2 separate regions of the Sus scrofa genome follow, and region 2 is linked to region 1. Evidence: chromatin contacts called from public promoter capture Hi-C data. All regions are on one chromosome and are shown on one strand. Each heading gives the region's core, a stretch centred on a gene start, on an enhancer-like site or on the middle of the called end of the contact. The rest is flanking DNA. Distances are from core to core; before and after follow the strand shown.

Evidence for each region. Promoter capture Hi-C pulls out the DNA fragments that hold promoters and counts their contacts.
Region 2: a promoter capture Hi-C map of liver shows a contact between it and region 1, with 2.4 times the contacts expected there. The contact joins the promoter of R3HDM1 here to the promoter of DARS in region 1. A contact is called at or near these places in 1 of 5 promoter capture datasets (liver) and 1 of 47 Hi-C or Micro-C datasets (heart right ventricle).

Annotation. Positions count from the first base shown.
Region 1 is chr15:15,808,199-15,813,076 of Sscrofa11.1, reverse strand. DARS (aspartate--tRNA ligase, cytoplasmic) reads right to left here and starts at 2,580. Exons shown (of 16, transcript XM_003133266.5): 1 at 2,335-2,580; 2 at 366-423. The coding sequence starts at 2,400.
Region 2 is chr15:16,412,133-16,417,010 of Sscrofa11.1, reverse strand. It overlaps R3HDM1 (R3H domain-containing protein 1), which reads left to right and starts at 2,653. Exons shown (of 24, transcript XM_021075222.1): 1 at 2,653-2,674. It overlaps ZRANB3 (DNA annealing helicase and endonuclease ZRANB3), which reads right to left and starts at 2,720. Exons shown (of 21, transcript XM_021075255.1): 1 at 2,669-2,720.

The sequences.
Region 1 (4,878 bases), core at 1,331-3,830:
TCAAAGCTATGCCTTCAGAGTTATGCCTTTAGATATGTCAACCTTCCTTAAAACGTCCCTGGAGTTCCTGTCATGGCTCGGTGGTTAACAAACCCGACTGGTAACCAAGACATTGCGGGCTTGATCCCCGGCCTCGCTTAGTGGGTTAAGGATCCGGCATTGCCGTGAGCTGTGGTGTAGGTCGCAGACTCTGCTTGGATCTGGCGTTGCTGTGACTGTGGCGTAGACCAGCGGCTACAGCTCTGATTGGACCCCTAGCCTGGGAACCTCCACGTGCCGTGGGTGCGACCCTAGAAAAGACAAAACTTCATGAAGAGCTTTCCTTGAATTAGAAAGAAAAAAAGCTTAATTTATGAACTACTAACCTGGTTTTTCTTGTGATTGTATCATTGAAGATACCCCATATCTCTCTTTTGCATAATCCTACAAAAAATATTTTTGCATTATGACTTTTTAAATACTAATTGCATAGTAAACACAGAAATACAAATAACAGAAAATAGAAATGAATTTATTTTAACTTTCAGGACCATTTTATTAATCCAGAGTCAGTAGTTTTAGAGTGTGCAAATCTGTCTTTTCATTTATAAGAAATAATAGAAAAAGGATAAGCACCCAGTTTCTGATTAGTTTGTTTTGAACATCACCACCCCTGGAATGATATGCTATACACAACAGCACACCCAAAATTTACTCACATGCACAACACATCTTAATTACCTTCTTCAAAAGGGAGACTAAACTACTTCAAAGCAGGGATATAAATTTCCTCTGTGAAGGGTGAAGGATGAGGTACCACAGTTTTATTTACTTCTTACTTCTTATTATAGGAAGAGATGTTGAAAGAGAACCAACATTTAGGGGTAAGCTTTCGGAGCACCAGATGTCCAGTTTTCAAAAATCAGAGATGTTGGCTATAACCTAAGTACAACTTTCTTTTTGTCACTGACAATATGACACCAAAATTGTTACAGATTTTAAGTCAGGAACAAGAGAAGGGAGACCTAGAGTTCAGACTATTATTTTTAACAAACTATACTTATTAAATTAGTAAGTGGCCTTTTATTTCAATCTCACTTTATTAAATGATCTCTAAGACCCTTCTAGCTATAAAAATGACATAACTCTGTCACAATGGCTACCTCATAACTAGACTTACACTATCTGCAAAAGTGCACTGCTAGTTTATATAGACAATCAGGTCCAGAATACACAAAAGTAGATTCCTTAAATTTTAGAAGGTAACTTAAGATGTGGATGAAACAGTTTCTGCCACTATAGCTGTCTGCTGGAATTCTCATCTTCATTAGACCTGAAGGATGTAAGATTTTGTGTTTATACTAAAACAAACCAAACAATGTATTAAGGTGCTTACTAAAGTTTTTTTGTTTGTTTTTGGCAAATAACAAAAAATACACCTTAAAGATATTCAGTCCTAATAAAAAGATAGTCATACAATGTAGCAAGACCGCAGCATAAATAAGTTACAGCATGTGAAAAGAAAATAAGAGGTCACTTATTAATACCGTTCATACTTCAGCAAACCTTATTCCATCTAACAGTCTTAAGATAACCTATTCCTTAGGTAGTTTACGATAAATTCATATTTCCTCAACAGAAAAATTAGGAGCCAGATAGGGATCTCGGTTTTACCAACAGCACGCATTAACTTGTAGGTTTCAAAACTTTCATTTCCAGATAGCACTGAAGGACCACAGATGATTTTGGGGGCACTTCATCTCAAATGCATTCTCTGCAAACTTCCCTACCTATTTCATGGGTTACTTAAGAGAAAAAAAGGAAATTTTAAAAATGACAAGTGTTCTCTAAGGCTGTCGCATGGAAAACGGCCATTAAACATTTTGGCAGATCGTTTTACTAAGTACTGTCATAACTTGAAACACATTAGGAACACACGAGCTGTGCGAAAATCGATTATCAGTGGACATTAAAATTTTCCGGGGAAAGAGACGGATTACGTGAAGGACGTGCCTAACCCAGGGAGGTTTAAGTGACCTCGCCGCTCCTACTTCCGGGGCACTTGGTACTTTAAGTCCACCCCAGCCCAGCGACACGCTTCTCCTAGGCCAGGCCTCCTAGGCGCCGCAGTGAGAAATGCGATCCGTAGTGCCTCTGGCCACGTTGCTCAGACAAGGACCTTGGAGGCCCGGTGAGCGTTCTAAGAGCGCGAACCTCAGGCATGCGGCCTGTAGTCAAAGTGCCGATAGGGATCCAGAAGTCAAAGCCCCGCTATCCCTACTCCCTCCCTCCGCGCGGTCCCGCCCGGGGCGGGGGGGGGGTCCTGCGCTCCCAGGCCCGGGAAAGAAAACCCACTTCCGCCGCGTCCATGATGTCCCGCGGCTTCTCCTGACTCTTGCGGCTGGCGCTGGCGCTGGGCATCTGGACAAATGGACAACTGGACAGGGAAGCGATCACCACCCTCCCTCGCAGGCTTCCGTAGGGCAGGCCAAAGGGGCTTCTCCCTCCCGCAGTCTCCGCCCTCCCTGCACTCCAGTCACAGCACACACGTTCGTACTCCGCGTGGAGGGTCGGCTGCGGAAAGATCGCGAGAACTGCAACTCTCTCGAGATCTTGGAGCGCTGGGAGGCTGATAGCGCGCTCCAGTGTCGTCTTCTTGCCCCGCCCTTATGGGTGTTGGGAATCCCCGGGAATTCGTTATAGTCTCGCGGGAATGATTCTTGAGTAGAGGAGTCTCAAAGCCTTAGTTGGCACAAACTTGAGTCTTTTCGCTTTTCAGGCCTATCCCAACTACAGCCTTTACTGTGTCGTCTTTTCTGCCCTACTTACTCTTCTTGGCTTTAACTGCAGACTGTTCACCAAAACATCCACCCAACTCGAGATACGACTTTTCCTCTCATGGACTTATCCGCCTCCAACACTGTCCAGCGGGAGTATAGGTGCCTGGACTCATGGGAGACCTCTTCTCAAAAAGCTGCTCTGTGTACTGGGTTATAGGCAGTTGGCTTGCTAAGGTAGGATTGGGTACTGGTACCCAAGTTAAAAGTGAAACTGGAGTTCCCATCGTGGCCCAGTGGTTAACGAATCTGACTAGGAACCATGAGGTTGCAGGTTCGATCCCTGTCCTTGCTCATTGGGTTAAGGATCCGGCATTGCCGTGAGCTGTGGTGTAGGTCACAGACGCGGCTCGGATCCTGCGTTGCTGTGGCTCTGGCGTAGGCCGGTGGCTGCAGCTCCAATTTGACCCCTAACCTGGGAACCTCCATGTGCGGTGGGAGCGGCCCAAGAAATGGCAAAAAGACAAAAAAAAAAAAAAAAAAAAAGTGAAGCTTAAGCACAATGGCAAAAATCCTACATAACTGCCTGATTGCCTGGACCTGTTGCATCGTTAGAGGCAATGCATAGTGTTGCTTGTCCAATGAATGAATCTCTATATAGTTCGGCTTTTTTTTTTAATTGTCATTCATAAGCCGCTTATTGCAATTGAAAGTAATTTGGGGGCGTAGTTAAATGCCGTCTCCTCTGCTAGCCGTCTTTGCACTCCGTCAAGTTTTAACTACCTTACTAGTCTTAGCCTGTGACAAAGTGGCAGAGTTTTACTTGTTCAGGAGTGCAGATAGACCCCAATGCAAATGAAAGGGCTCTAGAGGCTACCACGTTCAGATCCCGGGGTACAATAGTGAGGAGACACATAGTCCCTGCCCTCAGCTTACCTTCTCATTGCAGGTATGAAGTAGAGGTACCAAGTACTATGCAAGTTTTTTTGAGGGCATTTACCTCAGACTTCGCTGAGGAAGTGATACTTCAGCTAAATTCTAGAAGAGTCAGCCAGGTGAAATGGGGCCTAAAGAATATTCAAGGCAGAGCGGGTTAGGAAGAGAAAGATCATGGCTCAATTACATTCAAGGGGAGAATGTCCAGGTAACCTTTGCCTTTCTGAGGTCTGGGCTACAGATGTATGTTTCACATACACTAACTCATTTAATTCTTATACCAGAGAGGTAATATTGTAATCTTTTTGCATATGGGGAAATTGAGGCAGAGAGTAACTTGCCCATGGTCTTAGAGCCATTAAATGATGTATTTCAAGTCAGATAGTGTGGTTTCAGAATCCATGTCTTTAACCACTGTACCTCTGACTACCTTACCTGTCTTTAGATATGAGAAGTTTGGATGAGAGGAAAAATATAGGTGGTAACTAATGGGGAGTAAGTCAAGTGGAGTTTTATTAAAGAAAAGACTTGAGTGCATTCAAAACTAATAGGAAAGGAGTTTCTGTTGTGGTGCAGCAGAAACAAATCCAATTAGTATCCATGGGGATGTAGGTTCTATCCTTGGCCTGGCTCAGTGGGTTAAGAATCCGGCATTGAGGTGAGCTGTGGTGTAGTTCGAAGACGTGGCTCAGATCCCAAGTTGCTGTGGCTGTGGCCAGCAGCTGCAGCTCTTATTCGACCCTTATCCTGGGAACTTCCATATGCCCATGGGTGTGGCCCTAAAAAGCAAAAACAAAACAAACAAAAAAACCAAAAAAACTTTTAGGAAAGATTTATGAAAAGGAAGATGAATGTGCAAGACAGAAGGATTGAGAGATGGTAAGGTTGTTTTTTTGTTTGTTTGTTTGTTTTTGTTTTTAATAAGGGAGAGATAGGGCTCAAAACTTAGGCGATGGGACAGGGGAGGAAGGACAGTTCCTCTATCACAGCTGGAGGCAACAAGGCTAAGATAGTTGTAGATGTTCAATTTTAGGAAAATGAGAGAATTCCCATTTGATGTTTTCTCTAGAGGAGGAGGCTAAGTTATGAATGATGGCGTTAGGGTCTAGAGGGGAGGGAGAAAAGGGAGATTAGTGATTTTGAGAAAAATGGGAAAAGTTAAAATAGTCTTGTTGGTTTTTTGGTA
Region 2 (4,878 bases), core at 1,404-3,903, 600 kb before region 1:
ATAAAATTCCCAACTGCATTAAAAAGCAAGAGCAGGAATTCCCATGTCACACAGCAGGTTAAGGATCCAGACTTGCTGCAGCTGAGGCCCAGCGTGCAACTGCAGGGAAGGTTCAATCCCTGGCCCAGGAGTTTTCACATGCCAAGGTGTGGCCAAGTAAATAAATACATTTAAAAAAAAAAAAGGAGTTCCTGTTTTGGCCAGTGGAAACAAATCCAACTCATATCCATGAGGATGTGGGTTTGATCTCTGGCCTTGCTCAGCGGTTCAGAGATCTGGCGTTGCTGTGAGCTGTGATGTAGGCCGGGAGCTATAGCTCTGATTTGACCCCTAGCCTGGGAACTAGCATATGCTATGGGTGCAGCCTTAAAAAGCAAAAAATAGAAGAATAAAATTAAAAATAAATTTAAAAAAAAGCAAGAGACAATACTTTGGTGGATCCAGCACACAAAAGGTATGATTATATTCCTTTACCTAGAAGGATTACACTATAAAATTTATCATCTAGTTTGCGCATAAACACCATTCATAAGTATTGGACATAGACATGTTAGTACATAAGGGGAAAAAAAAACAGAAAGAAAATATGCTTATTTTAGTCCACATGTAGAATGGAAAAAGTAACTAGCAAAACCTGACTAATGAAGAAACTTAGAGATTAAAAGAACAAGTAACACTACCATTAATTTTGTTTGGCCTCTGTCTTCCTCACTACTTTTGGTCAAGAACCTGTCGTTTTGCCATTTCTCTTCCCCCAAAATCTGGTATAGTAACTAATACAGTGTAAATACTCAATAAATATTTACAGGATGATTTATAAAAGAAAGTTTCAGTGAAACTGTGGGGAAATTTGAATGTATTTGAGGAAGTCAGTCAAAATGATGGGGAAAAGAGTTTAAGAATGAAAGCCATCAGAGGTGGGGAGGAAAGGCCTCTTTTTTTGATCTTTTTATATGCCACACGAATGGCATATAAAAGTTTCCAGCTTAGGGATGGATTTGGAGCTGCAGCTGCCCTGCGTATACCACAGCCGCATTAATACAACACCCCATCCTTAATCCACTGAACGAGGCCATGGATTGAACAAGCAACCTCACGGATACTAGTCGGATTCTTATCCTGCTGAGCCACAACAGTAACTTGCTGAAAGGCTTTTCCTGTTAATACCTTCTGCATCTCATTATTTCAAAGAGTCTCCAAAGGCTCCCAAAGGAGAGTCCAACAGCAAGAATATACTTAACTTTACATCCCAAAGGCGCATTAACTAGGCAGGGTCTGATGTGCTAAGCTTATGGGCTCCAAAGACTTTACAATGATGTTTATATTCATCAGTGTTATTATAGGTGGTACCCTGTGGGCACTTGTTTAATGAATGCTTTACATTAAAAAAAAAAAAAAAAAAAAGGAGAAGAAGAAGAAACTAATGGGCCCATTCTTCAGGTTTTTTGGTTTTTGGTTTTTGTCTTTTTAAGGCTGTACCGCGGGGCATGTGGCGGTTCCCAGTCTAGGGGTCGAATGGGAGCTGAGGCTGCCAGGCTTATGCCACAGCCACAGCAAGGCGGGATCCAAGCCTCATCTGCAACTTACACCACAGCTCAGGGCAACTCCAGATCCTTAACCCACTGAGCGATGCCAGGGCTGGAACGCGCGTCACGGGCACTACTCGGGTTCCTTAACCACTGAGCCAGGACAGGAATTCCCAAAAGGCCCATTATTGACTATCAATCCCTTCTGTAGCTTTTCTCCTTTGAACCAGCCTTTAAAAGTTTGTTCGTTAAAGTAGGAGGAGTTAGCTCAGAATTTCTGGGCAGTTTTTAGCCAAACTGAAGATGTGAAAAAGGCCACAGAAACACCCATCACAAGTAAATGGGTGTAATATAATACTGAGCAGGTCAGAAGACAGGAAATTGAAGTCTCTGGAATTGAAGACTGGCATTCAGCCCTTGGGAAGTAGCCCCATCCCATTTCACCCACTCTTTCTAAAATGCAATTAAATTCCATTTAATTTCCTCTCTTTCACGCAAGAAACTTCCGACTTGCCCGCCATGCCACTCCCAGACCGCCACACCTGGTGTATTCGCTGTAGAATCTCCAACTCCCGCCACAGGTTTGGCATGTGTCCGCCCCAAAGCGGAAGTGACTTCAAAGGGACAAACTGAAAGTAAGAGAGTTCAAACACCAGCATTTAAAACCCCTACGGCGTTCTGAAAAGACTCTTCCCCGACTACCTTCTTTTCCATCCCTTCCCTCTTCTATTAGGACGGCAAAAAGGCTTCGCCACAGCTTAGCAACTAGTTCCCCGCCCCAAACTCCAAATCATTCAAAAGTTTGTCCTTTCTCATTGGCCAAAGAGGCTTCATGGGTACCTCCCGGGAACTACAATTCCCGTCAGGCCCCGCTGCAAGCAAACCGATGAAAGAATATAGGCAGGAGCAAAGCACACTGGGAGCTGTAGTTGGCTGCTGGCCGAAAAGGGCAATCACCCCGCCTTTCCTCACAGAGGCTGAATAAACCAGGTGTTCGACTTAGAACCCGTTACCGCTGAGGGGAGGAGCCAAGCCCTTAAACGGCATTTCTCACTTCCACCACATGGAGGATGAAAATTTTCCTTTACTCTTATAAAGCACTATAAATACTCCTTGAAGAAATATGGTTGTCTCTCCAATACCTCCAGGTCAGTAAAAACTCCCAGAACTCCCCCACCTCAGGCTCCAACTCGTGGGAAAAGGTGGCTCTTTTACAAGTGGGCAAAATGGCTGTCCTTTTAGTTTTACCATTGGTTGTCCTTTGTGTCCTTCAAGGGCGGATTCTTACCGCCGATTGGCTCTTTTTCCCTTGAGGGTGGAGAAAGACTTGGCTAGGCTCTCCCGCGGCCGATAGGAGAGAAAGGGGTGGAGAGAAGGCATTTTTTTCAGGCGTGATTGGATGATCCTCCTATCACTCCGAGAATATACAACCTATGATTTGTCGACTGCCCCTCAAAGAGAACGAGGAGGCGGGGCTAGTGCGTGGTGGGAAGGGGCGGGATTCCGCCAGCCGCGGCTGCTGCTGGAGCCGGTGTCCGGGCTGGTGATGGGGTTAATTCCCTTTCGTAAGACTCTTACTTGCACCCACCCAGCCCCGCCGTCGCCCCGCCGCGCCGCGCTCCAGCCGCCTCCTCCTCCTTCTCAGTAACGCGGGTAAGAGATGCCTTCCCCTCCCCCCTCCAGCTCCCCGGGAATAACGCGCCTTGTTCCCCTCCCCCGCCCGCCAACCGGTAGCGCTAACGGAGAAAGGCAGGCAGGGGAGAGATGTGTGTGAGAAGGTGGCCTTCCCCGCGGAGCGGTCGGCGCTCCAGCCAGGGCCCCGCTGAGGTGCTGTTGCTGCCAGCCCGCGGGGAGGTCTGGTTCCGAGGGCGTCCTGGCTAGTCTGGTCGGCCGCTGCGGCTGCAACTGCATCCACTACCTTGCGCCCACCGCCCCCACCCGGGGGCCATGTGAAAAGCAAACCCCTCGAGGCCTAGCGGAGGAGGCAGGGGAAAGGTTCCCGAGTCCCTGCCTTGGCTGCTGCTGCTGCCCTTGCAGCCCCAGGGACTCGGGAACCAGCCACAGAAGGCCTGCCAGGAGCGGTGCCGTGAGTGGCTCTGCTTTCCCGGGTGGTTGGCGCCGCTACCCCGGGCTCATCGGCCCACCACACGGCCGCGGCCCCTGGCCTTACAACCCCGAGAATTTTTAAAAAGGAAATAAAGCGTTACGACCGGTTGGTGAAAGGTGAGGTGGTACATTTTGCCTGTGGTACCAGAAAAAGCACAGTGGGGCTATTAAAAAGAAAGTTGAATGACTGTCAACGCCACGGATCTCGGAGATCAGATTTACACACGTTAGGGTTGAGCCTTAGGTTCTCCCTCCAATTCCCTGTGTGGTTGAAGTTTTTTGCCGTTGTTCTCTTTTTTGTGTTATTGTTGTTGCTAGGTGCGAAGGAGAGTGCCTCTGTTCTTTGAGCTTGCTTTTATGCAGAAACTTGAAGGCTGTCATGTCCCATCTATAATTGGGCTAGCGAGTCAGTTAAGTAAAAGGCAAAGAGGAGCTTTCTAAAATAGTAAGGCTTAGTAAATAGCAGATGATTTTTCTAATAAGATTTTTCAGAAAAAAAAGTTTTTTTATGTATGGTTATGGTCTGCCTAATTGTAATTCTGAAGAAACACTTGGCTTTTAGCCTAATGTCATCTATTACAAGAAGTTTTGAATAATGAAAAAAAGTCAAACTGGCAGCCCACCTACTTGTAATATTTGAAACAGTAAGACCTGTGTAATATTTAACAGAGTAGGATAACAATGCGACTAAAGTAATTGGACACACCCCAGTTTAACAAAATTTGGCGTATTTGGCCATATTTGAGAGAGAATGCTTCCTTTCCACGTGTTGATTGAGTGCTCATCTTTTCAGTCCTTGCTTTTATGTCCAGGTGAATATGTCCTTAAATGATGGATTCTGTAATTTGTTGTAGACTTGTCTGTAATCAAAGGTAAAACTCTAGGCCCACTTCTAAGGTTTATTTGTTACCAGAATAAATTTGGGTTCTGAGGAAATATCTGAGTTTTGACTAAGTGTTATATCATTTTTTCAGGGCCTGTGAAAAAATACTCAATACTGGCTTAATGATTTTTTCATTAAGCTTAATGAAATACTCAATACTGGCTAATGATTTCAGGGTCTGTGAAAAATACTCAATACTGGCTTAATGATTTTTTCATATTCTGTAACTGATATATCTAGATACAGAATTGACAGATCCATAGGTTCAGGACCTGGAAGAAATTTGGATGTGTATTAGAATTAAAAAATGAAAGATGTAACCCTGCAAGGTAAGTCCACCAATTCCTGGCAAAGTAACCATAG